Linked DNA regions of Canis lupus: region 2 is linked to region 1. The links are chromatin contacts, called in public Hi-C maps. All regions are on one chromosome and are shown on one strand. The core of a region is the stretch at or near the end of the contact, and the rest is flanking DNA. Distances in the headings are between cores, read along the strand shown.

The links. A called contact is a pair of places that touch in the nucleus more often than the background predicts.
Region 2: a Hi-C map of blood shows a contact between it and region 1, with 4 times the contacts expected there. The contact joins the enhancer-like site here to the promoter of UBALD2 in region 1. A contact is called at or near these places in 4 of 9 Hi-C or Micro-C datasets (amygdala and blood).

Annotation. Positions count from the first base shown.
Region 1 is chr9:5,294,551-5,297,723 of UU_Cfam_GSD_1.0, forward strand. UBALD2 (UBA-like domain-containing protein 2) reads right to left here and starts at 1,825. Exons shown (of 3, transcript XM_038546526.1): 1 at 1,638-1,825; 2 at 1,305-1,367. The coding sequence starts at 1,757.
Region 2 is chr9:5,356,709-5,359,971 of UU_Cfam_GSD_1.0, forward strand. The region is part of intron 2 of RNF157 (E3 ubiquitin ligase RNF157); the gene reads left to right. Among named protein-coding and RNA genes, the nearest start is that of FOXJ1, 35 kb to the right of the region's middle. Within about 2 kb of position 1,918, at least 2 of the 20 cell types and tissues checked have an H3K27ac peak or open chromatin away from gene starts, as enhancers often do. A contact at or near this core is called in blood, where this site is marked.

The DNA of each region.
Region 1 (3,173 bases), core at 575-3,074:
CTCCCCCCCGAGTCAGCCTCCCCGTTCATGGCATCACAGAATGGCTGAGCTGGAAGCCCCTGGGCTTTTTCAAATGGCCAGAAATTGGTGGAGCAAACCTCAAGGCCCTTTTGAGGGGGGGGCAGGGTGCTCCCAGGCTCTAGTGCAAGGTGGGAGCCAGAGCTTTCCCACCGTCAGGTACAGAGGAGGGTCTCCTAGAGATGACCCCTGTTGGTTTAAGGAACCTGGCCTTAGCCGCCATGGCCCCGGAGCCCCCACAATTCTCCCATTGTATTCCAATGCGTTTTTGTCTTTTGATTTGTACACAGCATGAGCCACTGGGAGCAAAAAGCCGGTTAAAAGGTCAAGACAGACCCTTCCACCTGTCCTTTGCAACTAGGTGAAAACAGGGCACCAAGGACAAGACAGAGCAGAGCGACCATTTGCAGCTCCTCCAGGAAGGGCAGCAGCTCTGGGAAGGGAGGCATGGGCAAGGACATTAAGTGTTAAAAATGCCAAAAATGCACTCCAAAAGCCACAACAGATCTCCTGGGGAATAATGTCTTACAATCCCTATGGCCCAGGCCAGTCCCTCCTCCCCCAGCAGGGCTAATAGGTAACTAGGGGGGGTGGGGAGGGGAGGGGAAGGCATTCAAGCCTCCAAAGCAAAGCGATGTCCCCTGCCCCTGGAAGGCAGGACACCCCACTGAACGGGAGGGCAAAGGCTCAGGCCGAGGGGGGCCGCGGAGAGCAAATCGGGACCTGAGGCGCTCGGTTTCCCCGTACTTTACAGGGTCTTCACCTCCTGGGATCACATGCAAATTCCCGTCCTGATCTTGTCACAGTCCGACCGTCCTCCGCGCTCAGGGCACGTCCCTTTCCCAACAACAGGAAAGAGTGAACGTACCTCTCTGGGTAGAGCCCCGCGCCCGGAGCCAGGGTGGATTTGGCCCTTTCCTGTTCCCTGCAGCGCTGCGGGGGGGGGGGGGGGGGGGGAGCTACCGCCCCGGGGGCAAGAGGGGGCTCCCCGCAAACGGACACCCCGGGGCCCGTCCCTGGGCTTCCCAGGTGCCCCAGGCGACGGGTCGCATCCGAGCCCCCTCCGCACTCCGGGGCGCCGGCCCCCCCGCCCGCCCCAGGTCGCGGGTCCGGCCGCCCGGGAGGCAGGGCCACCCAGCCCGGCGAGCCGGCGGCCCCGGAGCCGCTCTTTCCTGGAAGACATTTTGGCTCTTTGTTTACATCGCGGCGCGGCGCTCCCCGGCAACATGGCTGTCACCGCCGGCGGCTGACAGCGCCCCGCGCCCCCGGCCCCCGGCCCCACTTACCATCTGGTGGTGGTGGTGGCCGTTGGGAATGTTGGTTTCTTGGAAAAACGTGCTCAGGGCGGTCTGCGGACACACACGGCGGCGGGGCGGCGGTTAACGGGGCCGGGCCGGGCGGCCCCCTCCCTGCCTCCCCCCCCTCCCGAGGTCCCCCCGGGCCGCGCGGCGTTGGGGTGCGTGCTGGGGGGTCCCGCCCGCAGGGCCCTCCGCGCCGCCCCCGCCCCCCCGCGCGGCCGCCGAACGCCCCGCCGGGAGGCAGAAATAGAAGCCCCGCGCCCCCCCCCGCCCCCGCCCGCCCCCGCGCCCCCGCGCCCCCGGGGCCCGGCCAGCGCGCACCTCGAACTGCCAGTGGGCCGCCTGCAGCAGCTGCTTCGCCTGGTCGGCCGCGCAGCCCGCGGCCAGCACGAACTGGTTGATCATGACCTGGTGCCGCAGCTCGTCCATGTTCACCGACATGGCTCCGGCCGCCGCGCGATCCCGGCTCGGCGGCCGCGGGAGGCCGGCCGCCCTCGGCTCGCGCTCGCCGCCCCCGGAGCCCCGGAGCCCCGCCGCCGCCCGCCCGCCCGGCGAGTGTCCCGGTCCGGCTCCCGCGGCCGCCGACACCACAAACAACGGCGCGGGGCGGGGCCGGTGTCCCAACGTTCGGGGGCCGCGAGCCGCCGCCGCTGATTGGCCCGCGCCGCTCGGCCTGCGCCCGGCTCCGGTGCGGACGTTCGATTCGAATCCTGCGGCCTGCGGCCCGCACTGTTTCTCTTTTCGCCCGGCCGCGCCCATTGGCGGAGGCCGGCGCCGTGGGGCGGCCCCGCATTGGCCGGCCGCTGTGTTTTGGCTCGTCCTGGCTCGTGATTGGCCAGGCCCGGGAGTTTGGGGCGGGGCCGCGCGCGCTGATTGGCCCGCCGTGCGCCCGTTTGAACTCAACTTGAAAACCTTGAGTGTCTGCTGATTGGCCGAGCGCCCTGTGTTTGCTGTTGTAGGCTTGGGGGTGGTGCGGCCAAGTTCATTCATTACTTCATTGAAACTGAACATGCTCAGCTGGAAAAGCAAGACAGAGTGGCTTTGACTCATTTCCTCTGAAAGATGTGGTCATCTCGAGAAGCAGAATGATCAAAATAGAAAACAGAGAGTTTGCAGCTGCTCGAGTCTCAAAATTGTTTATTTTTTTTAAACTTTCAAGCATCTCTCCCCCCACACACACACTTTTTCAGCCTGTTATAGAAATAAAAGCTACCCGCTTTCTACCTCCTCTTGATCACTACCATCCCCACAGGCCAGTCTCTTTCTGGTTTTCAGACCAAAAACTTTGCTCTCATTGGCTCTCAAACCCCAGCCATTTAAAAACAAGATTTGTTTATATGCTCTTGAGCTTCCATCTTCTGGATAAGGAAGTGACCTTCGGGGGGCGCCTGGCTGGCTCAGTAGGAAAAGCCTGTGACTCCTGATGTTGAGGTTGTGAGTTCGAGCCCCATCTTGGTGTAGAGATCATTTAAAAATAAAATCTTTAAAAAAAAAAAAAAAACCCCAACGATTTGACTTTCTGGGCTTTGTTTGGGAATTGTGGGGGTGGAGAAAGAGCTAGGAGTTTAAGCCGACTGAGGAAGAAGTACAGAGGTCAGGAAGGTAAATATTACTAGGAACTCAGCATTAGAATTGGTTTCTGAAAAACTTAGTTTTGGATCTGAAATACCAATCACACAGTATATTTAAATTACCTAAGGGTCTGCCAAATAAAGAGGCTAAAAGATAGCAAGCCATGGTTCTATTTTGATTTTGCCTAGAGTGAATTAAGTCTCTGAGACAATAAAAAATAAAATGTAAATAAGAGAAACTACACCCAACGTTTCTGTACTGATGAAAAACAGCCTCAGGCTTTGT
Region 2 (3,263 bases), core at 668-3,167, 62 kb after region 1:
TTGTCTCTGAGATTCACCATCTTAGGACATAAAAGTTATAGTTCTAGCTGCTAGATTTCACTATATAGAGAACTTAAATGAGCTTACGCTTTCATATGAGCCAAATAAAGTAGCTCAGTTGGGTTATATAACCTTGAGTATTTACTGCTACTAAAGGGTGACCAAAGAATAATCAGAGCTCTCAGAAGTTTTGCAGGGCAAGGTGGAGCAAATGTCACCTTGTTAAATTAGCTGCAGAATACAGATCATAATATTAATAACTTAGAAATGAAAGTTACCAAGACATATGCTATAGGTTTTTATTGTATACTAGTTTATTCTCATTCTATGGGATTTCCGAATCTCATGGTTATCTAAAGAAAATAAAATCTCAATAAGGTTACTGATTCAGAATAATGGCTTTCTCCCTAGGGCTATATCTGCAAATAGAGAGCCTAGCCAAAGTGACCAGACCTTACCAGGGCTGAGAATCCTGCAGTCGATTGGCTTGTAAACTTAACTTTCTGTATTTCATACTGTTACTCTGTTTCTCAAGCCAGAGCATATTTTCTTTCCAGGACTATGAGAGGAGACTTAACAACTCTTATAATTAAACTTGGACCTTATTTATGTTGTTTAGAGTCAGTATATTTCAGTGCGAGCCCAGAAAGACAGCTTGCAGTTTTTCAAATTGAAGACTAGCTTATGGTTTTTTGTTTTTGAAATATGGAATGAAGAAGACTTTGTTCCCCTTGCCCGTCTTAGTAATTGGCCTGCTGAAAAATGACTGGAAAACTAACACTTGGTGACATTAGAACATTCATATGCTTCTTTGGGGAAAGAAAAAATATGTGCTGTATATTTTTAAATACCTGTTTCGACGAATACTAGTGCTTGTCTCTCTTGGCACATTCTTTACAGATAGTGTCAGGAATCTCAAACTCTCTTAAATGAAAAGTGGATTCTTATTTGTGTGCTGGGTTGTGGGTCTTCTGACCAGATGAAATCCGGAAGTCAGACGTCTAGAATGGAGTGCTTGTCTGTAAGGAATAGTTTCTCTGACCATTAGTCATTATTTACCAACTTGCTGAAGGAAAAAGATGACTGTGTCGCTTTAATAAAAGTACTTCTTTTTTTCCCTTTTAACCCCCCTTAAAATTAGGTAGTGTTAGGCAAAATCCTTTATATCTAAAAACAGCTCATCCTCAGGAAGGTACTTTTATTTTAGAAGCACAGTATGAGTGGGTTGTGCTTTATCTTGGTCCTGCTGGGGGTGGGGAGAGGGTGCTGTGTCTTGGTGAGAGCTTTCTATCAGTGGGGAACTGAAAGTTGAATAGGTTTCATTTGTCACCAAAGCGGTACATAGCAATGGTCATTGACCTAAATCTGTGTGATTTTATGGTGGATGCTTTATTCTGCAGTGGATTTTTTCATGCTTTTCTTATCACCTATTAGGGTGATTGGAGAGAATTGGTTAATTGGGTATATTCATCCTAGGGTTTAAATATTTTGAAAAAGGTCAACATTAGATGTGATGTCACAGAGCCATGACATTGGCCCTGTGTGCTTCCTGCCAGGGGACCTTGCAGGGGAGTTAACAGACTATAAATAGACTGCCTTCTTGGATTGATTCCTTTGGTAACCAAACCTGAACACCAAGCATCTTTGTGTTAAGGTCATCCTGTGACACCCTCCTAGTGTCTCCCTCACATCTCTATATAAGTGAAAAGAGTGTCTTGCGTGTTGTCAGCTTTGTGATCACCAGTCTTTCTACACTAGTGATTGATTGACTCCCCATGAGGATTGGATGGGAAATGAGAGAAAAGGGGTTTTACTGTTGTAAATATAGCTCATTTGATGTTCTGGTCTGCAGCAGGCACAATACAGTCTGTCTCAGGGCTGCAGCTGGTTAAATAGGCAAATCTGTATTCATTTCACAGCATTCAAGCCGAGACTAAACTGTTCTCCCGACACTGATCTAAGAAAATGTTCTAAAGCATCACCAGTCTAAAAATACCCACTGGTAAGTCTTGGACACACTACACATCTGAGAAGAGGGGAAGTAGAGAAAGCTGAGAAAATAAGCAGACATCAAATAAAAAGGAACTGAAATTTAAATATAAAAGCCCTAAAATCTATAAAAGAAAAGGTTTGTGTGGTGCTGTAAATGAGTTATTCATATGACCCCAGATGTTGGTTTCCATAGTAACTATTATTTGATTCTTTGGCACAAATATTACATGTCTGCTAATGTATAAAATGAGTACTTTTCTATTTTAATTATAGATTCTCTAAAATAATATCCTTTCTCTTTGGAAGCAGAGATTTGGCATTTGGGGCATTTTCTTTCCTAAGTAAAAACTGAATTAGTGCATTTTAATTTGTTTTTCTCCTCCACCCTTCTTTCTCCTGTTTTTTCCCCTTTTTTCCTATTAAGATTCCCTTCAAGGAATGTTCATGGCATCATTATTTCTAATAGTGAAAACTAGAAACAGACCATTAGTGAAAGATTAGTGAATACATAATGGTATGAAGTAGACTTCTCTGAAAAAACAAAAACAAGAACAGGGTTCTTTGGAGACATAATCGATTCCAGGGATTGGAGAAAAACATAAGATTAATGGGAATATCTTGTGGTGCTAGAAAGTAAGAAAGTGCTAAAAAATGATGGAAGCATGCAAAAAGACACAGTAGCCAATGCCAAAGAGCCCCCGACGGCCAAATTTAGGATGCTGTGTGCATATGGCTAGGCCTGAAGCTAATAGCAAATGTTAGCAAATTATATTTTTACAAAAACACTTTTTATTCAAGTTAATTAATTATGTTTCTGAATGACTATAGTCCTTTTTATAGACTACTGGAAATTGCCCAATCATTTGCAACTAAAATAAGATACGACCTCATATGCATTGTGACCATATTATCTACAACAAAATGTGAGGGCACTCTGTTGGGGTAGTTTAACAAAATGTTTGAAATTAGAATGGTTTAAAATAATCTAGGCTATATGGTTGATATATATATGCACATATATGTGTCTATACATATATTTTGTATGTGTGTGTACACACACAGCCACACTCAGCCACACTTCTTCCGTTCAGTCTAAGCTGGCAGTTCCTCATTTGGTCACTAGGTGGCACTTGGCCAGTGTCAGGCAAGAGTAAAAGGAAACTGATGAGCGCTAGGATAAAAGGCCAAAGAGGAACTTGGTCAGTATTCACTCAGAATCTCGATGGGGAGTTCCCTGGGGCCCATTGAAAGAGTTCATTTGGCTGACCTTT